Regions from separate parts of the Ovis aries genome. Here region 1 is linked to region 2. The links are chromatin contacts, called in public Hi-C maps. All regions are on one chromosome and are shown on one strand. The core of a region is the stretch at or near the end of the contact, and the rest is flanking DNA. Distances in the headings are between cores, read along the strand shown. Region 1 has its middle 16 kb from the start of C16H5orf47. Region 2 overlaps LOC121816792 (a long non-coding RNA gene).

Region 1 (6,955 bases), core at 3,898-6,397, 340 kb after region 2:
TCACTTCACTCTCTAAGTTTCTAACAAAAATTTTATTAAAACTTTATCCTCCACCCTCCCCACTGAATTGACTAAGAAGTCACCAAGAAGTTAGACTAAGAGGATACATCAGTTCAGTCCCTCAGTCACGTCCAGCTCTGCAGCCCCATGGACTGCCGCACACCAGGCTTCCCTGTCCATCACCAACTCCTGGAGCTTGCTCAAATTCATGTCTGTTGAGTCGGTGGTGCCATCCAACCATCTCATCCTCTGTCATCCCCTTCTCCTGTCCTCAGTCTTTCCCAGAATCAGGATCTTTTCCAATGAGTCAGTTCTTCCACCTCAGGGTAGCCAAAGTATTGGAGCTTCAGCTTCAGCATCAGTCCTTCCTATCAAAAAAATTTTTATTTGTTTGACAGGGATGTCTTTAACAATAAGGTGATGGCTATTCTTTGTGGTTGTTACACTGTCTGCTAAATTGTCATGGGCCTCAGAAGTGGTCCAACCAATTACAATCACATGGGTGCTAAGGAAGGCTCTCTAGTAAGCTGGCTGGCTGGCTGGATTCATGGGTAGATGGATGGAGGGGCACATGGATGAATGGATGAAGGATGAATGGATAGGTAAGTACACAGACAGACAAACACAGATAAGATATACTAGTATATATTTATAAATCAGTTTTTCAGATTCAAAGAAAATCCCACCAAAATGAAAGGGTTTTACTTCTTTCTATAGAGCTATAATTGAACACATTCTATAGAGAAATCAAGCCTCCTTGTGAATCTTTTCCTTTGAGACTCTGCACCATCTCTGTCATCAGAACCAAAATAGTCTTGAAAATCCAAAGGAGAGAGGGAGAGGCTTTCTTACTGCTGTGTCCTGTCAAATTTCAAAACAGCACTTGAATATTTTGCTTCTGGGCTGGGCCGAGATGTCACAATCATTAAAATAGATTTCTACTGAGAATTTATGTTCCATATATATATATATATATATATATCCCACACTCATATATATATATATATAAAGAAAGAAGTGTTTGCCATTTTTAGAGCACCAGAGCTCTGGAATGCAGAGCTTTGATCATTACTGCAGCCTGAACAGCTGTTCCTGAACAGATGTGATACTGTGGAGCCTGGAAGAATCAACTTAGAATTCTGGAACATAGGTTTGTGGCAAAAAGGTCCTTCTGAGGGAGACATTAAGGCAATAGTCAAATACAGTCATCAGCAACTTCCTTTTTACTTGCCATCCAAAGTCTTCAAATCTAACAAAGACCAAAGCAAAATTCTGCAATTGGAAGGGATGTAAATGGGGACTCAAATTTAGTGCCCTGAAGTGTCCTACTTAAAACAGGATCAACAGCCCCCTACAAGGGGCAGCAGAAGGTGGTGGGGAAGTGGGTACGTGAAGGGGCACATACAGGGAATGGAAGGAAAGGACAAGAAGAGAAGGACAGTGGAATTCAGCTGTCAAGTGCAATGTAGTGTCCAGAAGCCAATGGCACCTCCCTCAACACACACCACACCCTAACCAGGATTCAGCCTCCCACACTCCTGATGAAATTCTCATCTCTCTTTCTCCTAGGGTGAGGCAATTTTGTAGTGTAGTCACCCATAAAAGGGGGAAATTGGAATCTTGTTTGGCTTTCCTTATACTTGTTTTCCTCGATGGCTCAGCGAGTAAAGAATCCGCTTGCAATGCAGGAGACACAGGAGGCTTGGGTTTAATCCCTGGGTTGGGAAGATCCCCTGGAGGAGACTTCCCTGTAGCTCAAACAGTAAAGAATCTGCCTGTGAGGCAGGAGACTAGGGTTTGATCCCTGGGTTGGGGAGTTCCTCTGAAGAAGGGAATGGCAATCCACTCCAGTATCCTTGCCTGGAGGATTCTATGGACAGAGAAGCCTGGTGGGCTACAGTCTGTGGGGTCGCAAAAGGACACGACTGAGCAGCTAACACAATCCACACAGTCCTGGAGAGGGAAACAGCAACCCACTCCAGTATTCTTGCCTGAAAAATCCCATAGACAGAGGAGCCTGGCAGACGACAGCCCTGAGGGTCACAGAAAGTCAGACACGACTGAGTGACTAAGAGTGCACACATACTTGTTTTATATCATTATATTTTCTTCTTTAAATTATTAAAACATATGGAGAGTGGAGCGCCATCAAAAGTTGGGGTTATACATGTCTGTTTCTGATAAGAGTTACTGCTGTGTTATTACAGAGTAAGCACTCAATGCATTTAACCTGTTATTAGTAGCAACATAATGACGTCTGATTAGTAGCATCATAATAATGACTACCGTCTTACTTGGGTTTCTCTTAACTTGGACGTGGGGTATCTCTTCACGCCTGCTCCAGCAAAGCGCAGCTGCTGCTCCTTACCTTGGACGAGGGGATCTCCTCACCACCGCCCCTCCTGACCTTGAACATGGAATAGCTCCTCTAGGCCCTCCTGTACCCGCCCAGCCACCGCTCCTTGGACGTGGGGTTGCTCCTCCTGGCCACAGCCCCTGGCCTCGGGCAGGGGATAGCTCCTCCTGCACCATCACAGCCTGGCACTCTTGGCTATTGCCCCTGACCTTGGACATGGGGTAACTCCTCTCGGCCACCGTCCCTCTGGCATGGGGTCCTCCCGGCTTCTGCCCCTGACCTCAGACGTGGGGTAGCTCCTCTCGGCTGCCCTCTCTGTATGCCGTCACAGCCGCCCGCATGAACTTCCAGATGGTCAAGCTGGTTTTAGAAAAGGCAGAGGAACCAGAGATCAAATTGCCAACATCCATTAGATCATTGAAAAAGCAAGAGAGTTCCAGAAAAACATCTATTTCTGCTTTATTGACTATGCCAAAGCCTTTGACTGTGTGGATCACAAGAAACTGTGGAAAATTCTTCAAGAGATGGGAATACCAGACCACCTGACCTGCCTCTTGAGAAACCTGTATGCAGGTCAGGAGGCAACAGTTAGAAGTGGACATGGAACAACAGACTGGTTCCAAATAGGAAAAGGAGTATGTCAAGGCTGTATATTGTCACCCTGCTTATTTAACATATATGCAGAAAAATGCTGGGCTGGAAGAAGCACAAGCTGGAATCAAGATTGTCGGGAGAAATATCAATAACCTCAGATGCAGATGACATCACCTTTATGGCAGAAAGTGAAGAGGAACTAAAAAGCCTCATGATGAAAGTAAAAGGGGAGAGTGAAAAGTTGGCTTAAAGCTCAACATTCAGAAAACGAAGATCATGGCATCTGGTCCCATCACTTCATGGGAAATAGATGGGGAAACAGTGTCAGGCTTTATTTTTTTGGGCTCCAAAATCACTGCAGATGGTGACTGCAGCCATGAAATTAAAAGACGCTTGCTCCCTGGAAGAAAAGTGATGACCAACCTAGATAGCATGTTGAAAAGCAGAGACATTACTTTGCCAACAAAGGTCCGTCTAGTCAAGGCTATGGTTTTTCCAGTGGTCATGTATGGATGTAAGAGTTGGACTGTGAAGAAAGCTGAGTGCTGAAGAATTGATGCTTTTGAACTGTGGTGTTGGAGAAGACTCTTGAGAGTCCCCTGGACTGCAAGGAGATCCAACCAGTCCATTCTGAAGGAGATCAGCCCTGGGATTTCTTTGGAAGGAATGATGCTAAAGCTGAAGCTCCAGTACTTTGACCACCTCATGCGAAGAGTTGACTCATTGGAAAAGACTCTGATGCTGGGAGGGATTGGGGGCAGGAGGAGAAGGGGACGACCGAGGATGAGATGGCTGGATGACATCATTGACTCGATGGACGTGAGTCTGAGTGAACTCCGGGCGTTGGTGATGGACAGGGAGGCCTAGCATGCTGTGATTCATGGGATCTCAAAGAGTCGGACATGACTAAGCGACTGAACTGAACTGAACTGAACTGAACTGAATAATGACTATCTACACTGTTGCAGAGTGCAGGTCCCTGTGCTGGGTGGGAGGCAGGAGTGGGCGGCAGGGTCACTGGCAGCAGGGGGAACCCTCTGATGCTGCCTTCCCACCTCCTGCTTATTCTCACATTTCCACAGGATCTAGCCTGGCAGAGTTGCCATGGTGATGGAGAAAGCAGAGACTCCAGGCCCAGCACCGCATCGCCCAGTTCCTGCTTTCTTCTTCCTACTGGGTGGGGGTTGGGGAATCCATACTGTGTAGCAGGGGCGCTGAGCCTATGCTACCAACGTGAGCAAAACTCCAAGGGGCCATGAGATGGGACTTGTTTTCTGGAATCTTTCAGTTTAGGGAAAGAAGCAGGAAAAGAGGAGTGGGAGCTAGAAAGTAGGCCTTTTGTCTCCCAGCTGGCCGCTCCATTATCCTGCCTTTGAGGAAATATGGTTTTCAGTTCTTCAGTTATTTCCCTTTTGCCCTCACGAATAGCAAATCTCAGGCACTGTGACCCAGGCACTGTGTGGGATAGTAGGGCCTCTTGGGGTCCGTAGGGTTAAGGGTATGGCTCTGGGGTGAGAATCCCTCCCCCCGGCCCAGGGTTTCTGTCCCTTTGCCGCACCTGGCTGAGTGATTTCAGCCACACTAGGTAACCTCTGAGTATTGGTCATCTCATCCATTGGAAGGGGCAAATAATGTCTCCATTATTAGACTGCAGTGAGGATTAAATGAGGCAATCATGAAAAAAAAAAAAAAAAGAAACCCACAAACTATAAACATTAGTGACTCTTATTATCATGACTGTTATTGTCCTAGATATTGACATTGTGGCCGGTAACTATCTTGGGGAAGTCCATTCCCCTCTGTGATATTATACCCAACCCCACCCAAGCTCTGTACAGAGGGGACAGTGATCCTCAGCTACAATGACTGGATCTAGTGAAAGCCGAGTGCTCTGCCCGATGCAGCTGGAGTACCACAGAAATCTGGCTTCGCCAAGCCTTGATAAAGCCCTCCAACAGCTTCCCAAGGCCCTGGAAATAAAATCAGCACATTTTCCCAGGTGTGGGTGACCTGAAAGATCTAGCCTCACTCCCACCCCAACTTCCTCTCCTAACCCTTCTCCATCGCACCTTCCTGCCACAAGGCAGGCCTCCTCTTCCCTCCAGTGCAAGCCACCTTTCATGGGGCAGGGTCTTCCCACTCCTTTTTACCTCCAGTAAGAAATTATCTGCCTGCCCTGCTCCACCCTCTCCCTGTCTTCAGCTCAGCTCAGAACAGAACTGGTTCCTCCTTCACCCTTTGGGGCTTAGATTAAACATCACCTCCTCTGAGATAAATTCCTGAATCACTCTTTCTAAATGCCCTCTGTTCCTGCACTCACCGTCATCACACTTGGTTTGTTATCAGATCTCCTTCTGACTCGCTTTATTACAGTGTCTAATTATCTCAATATATAATTTGCGTACCTGCTTTTTTAGGCGAGGCAGACAAGTGCTGCCTGAATCCTATTTGCGTCCTCAGGACTTGTCTGTGCCTTGCACACCATAAGTGCTTGTTAAATGTTTGCCAAGTGGGTGACTCACAGGATCCTGACGTCCGTTCTCTTTCCAAGGCCAGCTCTCAAAACTGCCACTGAGAGGATGGCTGGGCTGCAGTGGGGCCTCAAGGCTCAGGTATTTCCCAAGCAGGATAGAGATGGGAATGCTTGATAAAGGCAGCTCAGAGTCCTCAAATGCCAGTGGGTGCCAGGTTCAACTGGGGATATTGTTCAAATACGGGTTTTAGTTCTGCCCTGAGAGAGCCCGAGACCACATTTCTAACAAGCTTCTCTGAACATGCTGGAGAAGCCAACACCGAGTCTCTGCAGAAACCTGGGAGACACAAGGACTGGGAGAATGTGGGTGCTGGGTGAAGAGAGTCTGACTGGGTTGTGGGTGCAGCTCCTGGGTTGGAAGTGGGGGCACCCAGGACCTGAAAGGGAGGGTGGAGGACGAGAAAGACCTGGCCTCCTCTGATGCCGGAGCAGACCGATCAGAAACAGTGAGAGGAGGGGAGTTGCTGTGTCTCAGAATCTGCCTTAGCCTCAGAGAGAGAGTGCTAGCCATGAGTTTGTTCATTCATTTATTTCTTCAACAATTATTTTCATATTATTTGTTCTAAGGGTAATGTGGGGATGTGTGTGTGTGTGCTCACTCAGTCGTGTCCGAATCCTTGCAACCCCATGGGCTGCAGCCCGCCAGGCGCCTCTGTCCATGGGATTCTCCAGGCAAGAATACTGGAGGGGGTTGCCATGCCCTCCTCCAGGGGATCTTCCCAACCCAGAGATGGAACCCGAGTCTCCTGCATTGGCAGGTGGATTCTTTACCACTGCGCCACCTGGGGATAAGACACAAAATCTCTGTCCTCTTGGCATTTACATCCTAGAGACAAAGACCTACATTTTGAGCCCTCAGCTGTTTGTGTGTGTGTGTCTGTGTGATTTTGGTGATTCATTTCAGCAATCTGAGCCCTAGTGAAATGTGATGCCCACACCTAGTGTTGGAAGTTGTTGGGTGGATCTTAGGAGATAATGCCTTACAAAGATAAGGGATTATTATTGTTCACAGAATCACTAACCTGAATTTTGAACTTGCATTCTGTTAACCAAAGGTGGCAATTTGCAAAGGAGAATCATATCAAGGAATTTTCTTATTCATTCAATCATTTATATAAGTGTTTGCCCTGTTCTAGGCTCTAAAAATATTGGAGAGACAAAGCCAGCAAAGTCCCTGTCTGTTGGCAGTTATAGTTCAGAAGATGAAATCAGACAATCCACAAGCAGACGTGTACATAAACCAGAAAAAAAATAGTGCTGTTAGTGTTATGAGAAAAACAAAATGATAATATGATGGAGACTGAGCATGGGGCTCTTGAACTGGGAGATTAAAGAAGGTATCTCTGACAGGTAAGATTTAAGCTGAGATGTGAATAGTGAAAGAAAAAACAAACCATGCCAAAATCTAAGGGAAACATAGGCAAAGGAAACAGCATATGTGAAGGTCCAGAGGCAATACTGGGTTTGATATA
Region 2 (6,735 bases), core at 2,711-5,210:
GCCACCTCTTCTTAATATTTTCTGCTTGTGTTAGGTCCATACCATTTCTGCCCTTTATTGTGCCCATGTTTGGCTGAAATATTCCCTTGCTATCTCTAATTGTCTTGGGGAGATCTCTAGTCTTTCCCATTTTATTGTTTTCATCTATTTCTTTGCATTGATCGCTGAGGAAAGCTTTCTTATCTCTCCTTGCTATTCTTTAGAACTCTGCATTCAGTTGGGTATCTTTATTTTTCTCCTTTGCCTTTAGCTTCTGTTCTTTTCTCAGCTATTTGTAAGGCCTCCTCAGACAACCATCTTGCCTTTTTAATGTTTCTTTTTCTTGGGAATGGTTTTGATCACTGCCTCCTGTACAATGTCATTAACTTCCATCCATAGGTCTTCAGGCAGTCTGTCTATCAGATCTAATCCCTTGAATCTATTTGTCACTTCCACTATATAATCGTAAGGAATTTGATTTAGGTCATACATGAATGGTCTAGTGGTTTCCCCACTTTCTTTAATTTAAGTCTGAATTTTGCAATAAGGAGTTCATGATCTGAGCCACAGTCAGCTCCGGGTCTTGTTTTTGCTGACTGTATAGAACTTCTCCATCTTTGGTTGCAAAGAATATAATCAGTCTGATTTTGTTATTGACCATCTGGTGATGTCCATGTGTAGAGTCTTCTATTGTGTTGTTGGAAGAGGGTGTTTGCTATGACCAGTGTGTTCTTTTGGCAAAACTCTTCTAAGTATAGGAACAGGCTATTCAAGATTTTTGATACTGCCCTCCACCAAATGGCAGAATATCATCAGTATATTGGCTGTGTTTACAGAGGGGTCAGGTGCAATCCAGTGAGCTGTCCATAATGAATGACTGAACTGGACTAGGAGCCTGGAGCTGAGAGCAGGCCCCAAGGTTAAAGGAAAATCTGTGGGTTGCCTCGGTATCCTTCCAGTCTTGCAGGAGCATTCCAGAGTCCGGGGCTGCATTTAGACACAACGCCCACTTGGGTTAGACAGGTTGTTGGTCCTCATTCATGTTCATGGCGTGGCCCTTTTTCTCCTTGCTTCCATATCTTCATCCAAAGAGCCTTACGAAGTCTTAGGCCATACAGATGTTCATTTTTTAATTGATAGTATACAGCGTTTCTCGAAATTTCCTGTCTGTAGTATATTGGCTACATCTGCACCAAAGGATCTCAGCTGCTTTTTGTTTATTTCTTTGTGATGTTTTCCAGCATCTCTAATGAGTGACTGGAGCCAAACACACACTCAGGCTTTAATAAGCAGGTGTCCTCAGCACCAATCAGTACTATCACTGTCTCTCCCTCCAAATATGCATCTTAGATAACATGTCCGGCTCAAATGTTTTTAGCACATTGTCTTTTCAAATTATTATTACCAAAGGATGCTTAGTGAAAGAGGCAATCTGATATAATGTAAGAAAAGAATGGGAAGTTTGAAATCTGCATTGAGTTTGGATTGGGAACCTCTCTTATCACGTGTGTGACCCTGAAGAATCCATGAACCAGTCTGAGCCTCAGTTTGCTCATCTGTAAAATGAGCGTAATAATACTTGCCATTTGTTGTTGTGAAACAGATAGTTTGTATGCAGAACCTGACACATAGTTGGCACTCAATAGCTAATAGCTAATAATATGGTCTTGATACAACTTCTTAGTGTACTCAGTTGTAGTCTGTTATTGGGCAGAAATCTTGATTAATATGTGTTTATTTTATTATTACTATTTTTTAAGTATTTATTTTTATTTGGCCACTCCACGTCGTCACTGTAGCATACGGGATCTTTTAGTCTCAACATGTTGAATCTAGTTCCCTGGTCCGGAGTTGAACCTTGGCCCCGTGGTTAGGAGGGTGGAGTCTCCGGGGAAGTCCCAATATGTATTTAGAATTATACTTATTACTTGCTAGTTTCAGTCTTTGGATTACATAGGGAACCGCTTAGCCAGTCCCTAAACTGATGGACTCAGGGAAGCCAGATTCATGGCGGGGCCGCCCACGCCGTTGCTGTTGGCATCTGGATCCGTTCTGTCTGTTTGCTGTTTTCACAGAGACAGTGCTATCTGTCATCCTCCAGTGACTCCCCTGTCGAGTCATATGCTTCTAGTTGCCTACCCAGTATCTATCCCCTTTCTTATCATCAGAACCCCGTTTTATCTGGGGCTTCCGTGTGCCCTGTTAAAGTGTCTGCCCTAGATTCCTTGGGTTGCCAAGGGTGACCGTAGGTGTCCGTTCTGGCCGAGGAGACAGAAGCTGAGGGTGTCTGGGAAGGCTTTGTCTTGCTGATGGGCCTCTGCCCCATCCTGCTGTCCGTATGGAGGTGCAGCAGTCCTGAACCAACACCCCGAGGGTTACTTGTGGGGCACGTAACTGGTTCTGGCCAGTGAGCTGTAAGCAGAAGGGATTCGTGTCCCTTCTAGGCTGCGACATTTAAGTACTAACATGAGACCCTCCAAGAATTCTCCTTTCACCTGCCATGATAACTAGCACAATTTGAGACAGTGGCTAATCTATCATCCTGGGCCCAAATGAGAGGTCATGGAGTAGGGGCTCCAGTTGGCCCCTAATGGACCAGCAAGATTGAAAAATAAACCTTGGTTGTTTTGAGCCACTGAGATTGTGGAGTTGTTTTTTTACTGCAGCATAATCTAGCCCATCCTGACTGATACAAATCTGACCACATTGCTCCACTAAATCCATCATTGTGAAATGACTGAACATTGAAACTAACAAATGATTGGCTAAAAGCGTGAATGAATCAGCTTCCTTCTCCTGGGCCCCATCCCTTCAGATCATGTCTAGGAATGACTATAAATCCACCTAGCTCACTACGTATACCTTTGTAGATGTCTTTGGTTAGTCTTTCTTCAACTGTGGTGTTCATCAAAATTCCCTGAGGACCTCATTACAAATACAGATGCCCAGCCATCCCTCAAGTCCACAGAATCGTTCCCAAGAGGTGGGTCATGGCAATTTGCATTTATAACAAGTTTCCTAAGAGATTCCGACAATGGGTTTGGATCAGGAACGTTTGCCTGTTTGGGTAGAAAATTCCGACCCCCATCAACAAGCCCAAAAGGGTGATTATCTTTTGGCATGTTGGTTTTTTAGCTTCTCTTTGTCATCCCCACCTCAACCTCTACTCCCAACTCTTACCCTTGTTCCCAGCTGGCCACTTATACCTAAGTGATTACCTTTGGTTGACGGTGCCCTTGAAAATATCCTTGACATCTCCCCTCTGGCTCTTGCATCTCTTGTCTGTAAAGAGAAGCACGTTCATACCTTGAGGGAGGTCATCAATAGTGGTTCCTGAGAATGGAAGTGGTTACAAAGGGTACAGAGGGGTGCAGGTAACTGCTCAAGGCAGCCGTGGGGACGTCCCACAGAAGGTAGCGTTCAAGCAGGGTCCTCATGAATGTGGTGGGTGTTGCCCTTCTTTATGGAAGTGCCTTTGAACATGTTCGTTCATTTGGGCCATCCCTGCCTGTGGGTCTCTGTAGGATGGGGAGACCTCTTCTATCTGGCAGCCCAGAGACTTGATTTCCCCGCTTCCTAAGCATATGGTTTCCACTCCAGCCATTAGAGGCCGCTGTGGCACTTGGTGCAGCAGGTGGCAGGTGAAGAAAGCATGTTCCATGCCGGGAGGTGGTGTCCTGCCTTCAGAGGGCCGTGGTGGGGGGTCCCACAGGGGTGTCCAGTATCTGTGCAGTCCGTGTCAGAGGCACCTGATGCTGTTCTGAGCCAGCACTGGGGCGGTGGCGTCTCCGTGGAATGTCCAGTGCTGTGATTTTAGGGGTGACTCCTGTCCACGTCGTCTCCAGGCTTGGATCTCTGGCCCGCCCAGGGATTCCAGGAGCCACTCGTATTCCTATTTTGGGGGGTGGGGGTTGCTGTGCTGAGTCTTCGTTGTGCAGGACTTTCTCTAGCTGTGGCCAGCAGGGGCTGCTCTCTACTGTGGTGTGTGAGCTTCTCACTGCCTGGCTTCTCTTGATGCTGAGCACAGGCTCCAAGGCACCCGGGCTTCAGTGCTCGCGGACCCTGGGCTCTAGAGCACAGGCTCCGTAGTTGTGGCACACAGGCTCCGTCGCCCTGCGGCGTGTGGGATCTTCCCGCATCAGGAATTGAAACCCCTTGTCTCCTGCATCGGCAGGCGTAGTCTTCACCACTGAGCCATCAGAGAAGCCCCACCCCGTGTTCTTTGCTGCATAACTTTACTGATTAAAGCAGCCAGAGTTCATGTCTGTTGCAGCTGAAGGACCTTTCCTGGATGAGTACATAGAGAGGAGAGAGGATCAGAGCCCCACCCAGGCAGAGGGTTCCAGCTTGAGCAGAGGCCCAGGATCTTGAAGAGCATTGGATATATTCTGTAGAGGGATGCCAGTCCCGTGGGGTTGCAGAACACGTATTTGGGGTGGAGTGGGGACCAGCAGGCGATCAGGTGGATGAAATAAGCTGGGAGCTCAAATGCTACCATTTCAGGAATTAAATTTGACCTTGGAGTGGAAACAGTGGGCTTTAAATAGAACAGGAGTACCAGATCCAAAATTGACAAAGATTACTCTGGGACAACATGGGGTGTGATTGGACCTGGTGGAACTGGGGGCGGGGAGACGGATGAGGAAGCGGCAAGAAGTATCTCATGTGGTGGATGCTGGCTAGGGCGTCCCTGCCCCTTGAGATCTGGCTCAGACTGCTCACTCCTTCCTTGTCACTGCCCACCCCGCCCTCCGCCCACCACCACTATCCTAGGCCCTGCAGAAGGCCAAGCCTGACCCCGCGACACAATTTCTGCAACTTCTCCATGATCACTGCTGCATCAGAACTCCAGCCTCTACTGTGTTCCTTTTAGTTTATGGATTTTCTTGTGAAATGCAGCCCCTTGATTCCTTGACATGGATTGAAGTTCTGAGAGTATCAGAGGGGAGACTGACATTTCAGCAACATTAAAAACAAACTGCAAATTGTACTATCAACCTGCTTGTTCTTAGACGACTTTATATGTCCCGAGGGATTCATGGTCAGCTGTTTCTCCCCATGGGCGCATCAGCCTCTGTCCCAGCGCGTCACCTCCTCTCTGCCCTTACCCACTCCGTCTCATCTTCACTCCCTGCCTCGTGGTTTGCCTATGAAATGCCGAGTACTCCTGCCTGACAGGCTGCCCCACAGATGATGCCTCTCAAGCCCTCTCTTCCAAACCCAGTTCCAGGCCCATGAAAGAGGCCATCGGAACATGAGGTCACACTTTTAACAAGCCCAATGCTCCTTCGAAGACAAGAGTGGTTAACAGTTACTTTTCTGCCTCTACAATAGATTTTCGCAGTTGAATTTTGCTTTTATCAATAGTAATTATAAACCAGAAAATAACAGAAGTTCGTGTGTCTGATGGAAAAGTCTGGAGGAAGACTGACAGGGCAGCTCCCTGACCTTTAGCCTCCCAGGCTCCTCTGCCATTGTGAAAGCTCTGACCCAGGAGGGCTGCTTAAGCGCTGCGGAGCAGGTTGGGAAGTGTAGCTGGACCTCTGGTACAACCCCTGGTTAAAAATTGGTGTACGTATTCTTGAGGAAGAAGTGGCAAGTGGGTATCGGGAGGAAATAGTGGTTTGTGCTGTATCAAGGAAACCCACTTGTCTCAGAAGTTCCACCTGCGCTTTTTCCTGGACTGGATCTTGGAAGAAGCTTAAATGTTTAGTCTGTGGGTTGTGGGGCACAATGGTCCCAATAGTTGCTCTCACTCCTTTGGAAGTGTCAGCTCTGCAGCTTTAGGAAGGGCTGGGGCACAAGGCCACTCAGGAGTCAGCAGATGCCGCTCACAGTGCCCCACTCCCTGCTTTCCTGGGGCTCAGTCTGGCAGGCACCTCTCTGCAGCTGAAACAGAGTGGGGCCCAAGAGGCCTGTGAACACACCAGAAATCTCAGCTCTTGTTGCTCACAGAGGGTTTATTTCCAGAGGGATCCTGGGGCTACCGAGAAGTGCCTTTCTGGGGAGACAGTGCAGCCGCTGAAGAGCCTGTGGGGGAGGACAGCGTTGCTTCCTGCCTGAGCTCCAGGAGCCTGGGTCAGCTCCTGGCGCTGGCTTCTCCTAGCCTGTCCAGGACTTCATTGGTGGGCTGCGCGCTGAGCATTTGCTGCTGCCACTTGCTGCTAATATTTGAGTGGACTGCTTCCTGGGATCACACTTCAAAGTGGGGTTTTCCTCCATTTTTAGGGGTGCTAGAGAAATGTACAGGTCCCAGTGGGTCAACCTAAAATGAAAGCCAGGTCTCCTGCCTTCATTCCAGTGCCATTTTCTTCTCTTCCCTCCCGAGGAAGGCTCTGGTTGGCAGGTTCCATTTAGTGGGCTGTGGACATCACCAGGTATTCTCAGCTGTCTGCCTTCTAGGCCCAAGGCAGTATTGTACATGCTGGTCCCAGGCAGGGCCATGTGACTAGTTCCAGCCAATGAGCCAGGAGTAGAGTGATGTCACTTTTGGACTAAACTCTGTAATAACTGCTCCAGATCGCTCTCTCTGGCAGTGATGATGGATGCTCCGTTAGCCTGGGCTCTGGGTGACCTAGAGCAGAGCCCTCAGCTGACCCTTGATGGAGCTGTAGAGTGATCAAGAAATAAGTCTTTGGTGTTTTAAAGTCATTCAGATATAGGATTTTTTTGTTGTTGTTACCTGGCCTGACCTGACTTTACCTGCATATGTACCATCTGCTTGGTTACTTGGCATTTCAGTACCCTTCCTATTGT

What was found. A called contact is a pair of places that touch in the nucleus more often than the background predicts.
Region 1: a contact with region 2 is called in a Hi-C map of hypothalamus, with 4 times the contacts expected there. The contact joins two enhancer-like sites. A contact is called at or near these places in 16 of 16 Hi-C or Micro-C datasets (blood, hypothalamus, liver and 7 more).

Annotation. Positions count from the first base shown.
Region 1 is chr16:5,847,039-5,853,993 of ARS-UI_Ramb_v3.0, forward strand. No RefSeq gene overlaps it. Among named protein-coding and RNA genes, the nearest start is that of C16H5orf47, 16 kb to the right of the region's middle. Within about 2 kb of position 5,148, at least 9 of the 54 cell types and tissues checked have an H3K27ac peak or open chromatin away from gene starts, as enhancers often do. A contact at or near this core is called in hypothalamus, where this site is marked.
Region 2 is chr16:5,506,166-5,512,900 of ARS-UI_Ramb_v3.0, forward strand. All of the region lies in intron 2 of LOC121816792 (a long non-coding RNA gene), which reads left to right. Among named protein-coding and RNA genes, the nearest start is that of BOD1, 8.7 kb to the left of the region's middle. Within about 2 kb of position 3,961, at least 17 of the 54 cell types and tissues checked have an H3K27ac peak or open chromatin away from gene starts, as enhancers often do. A contact at or near this core is called in hypothalamus, where this site is marked.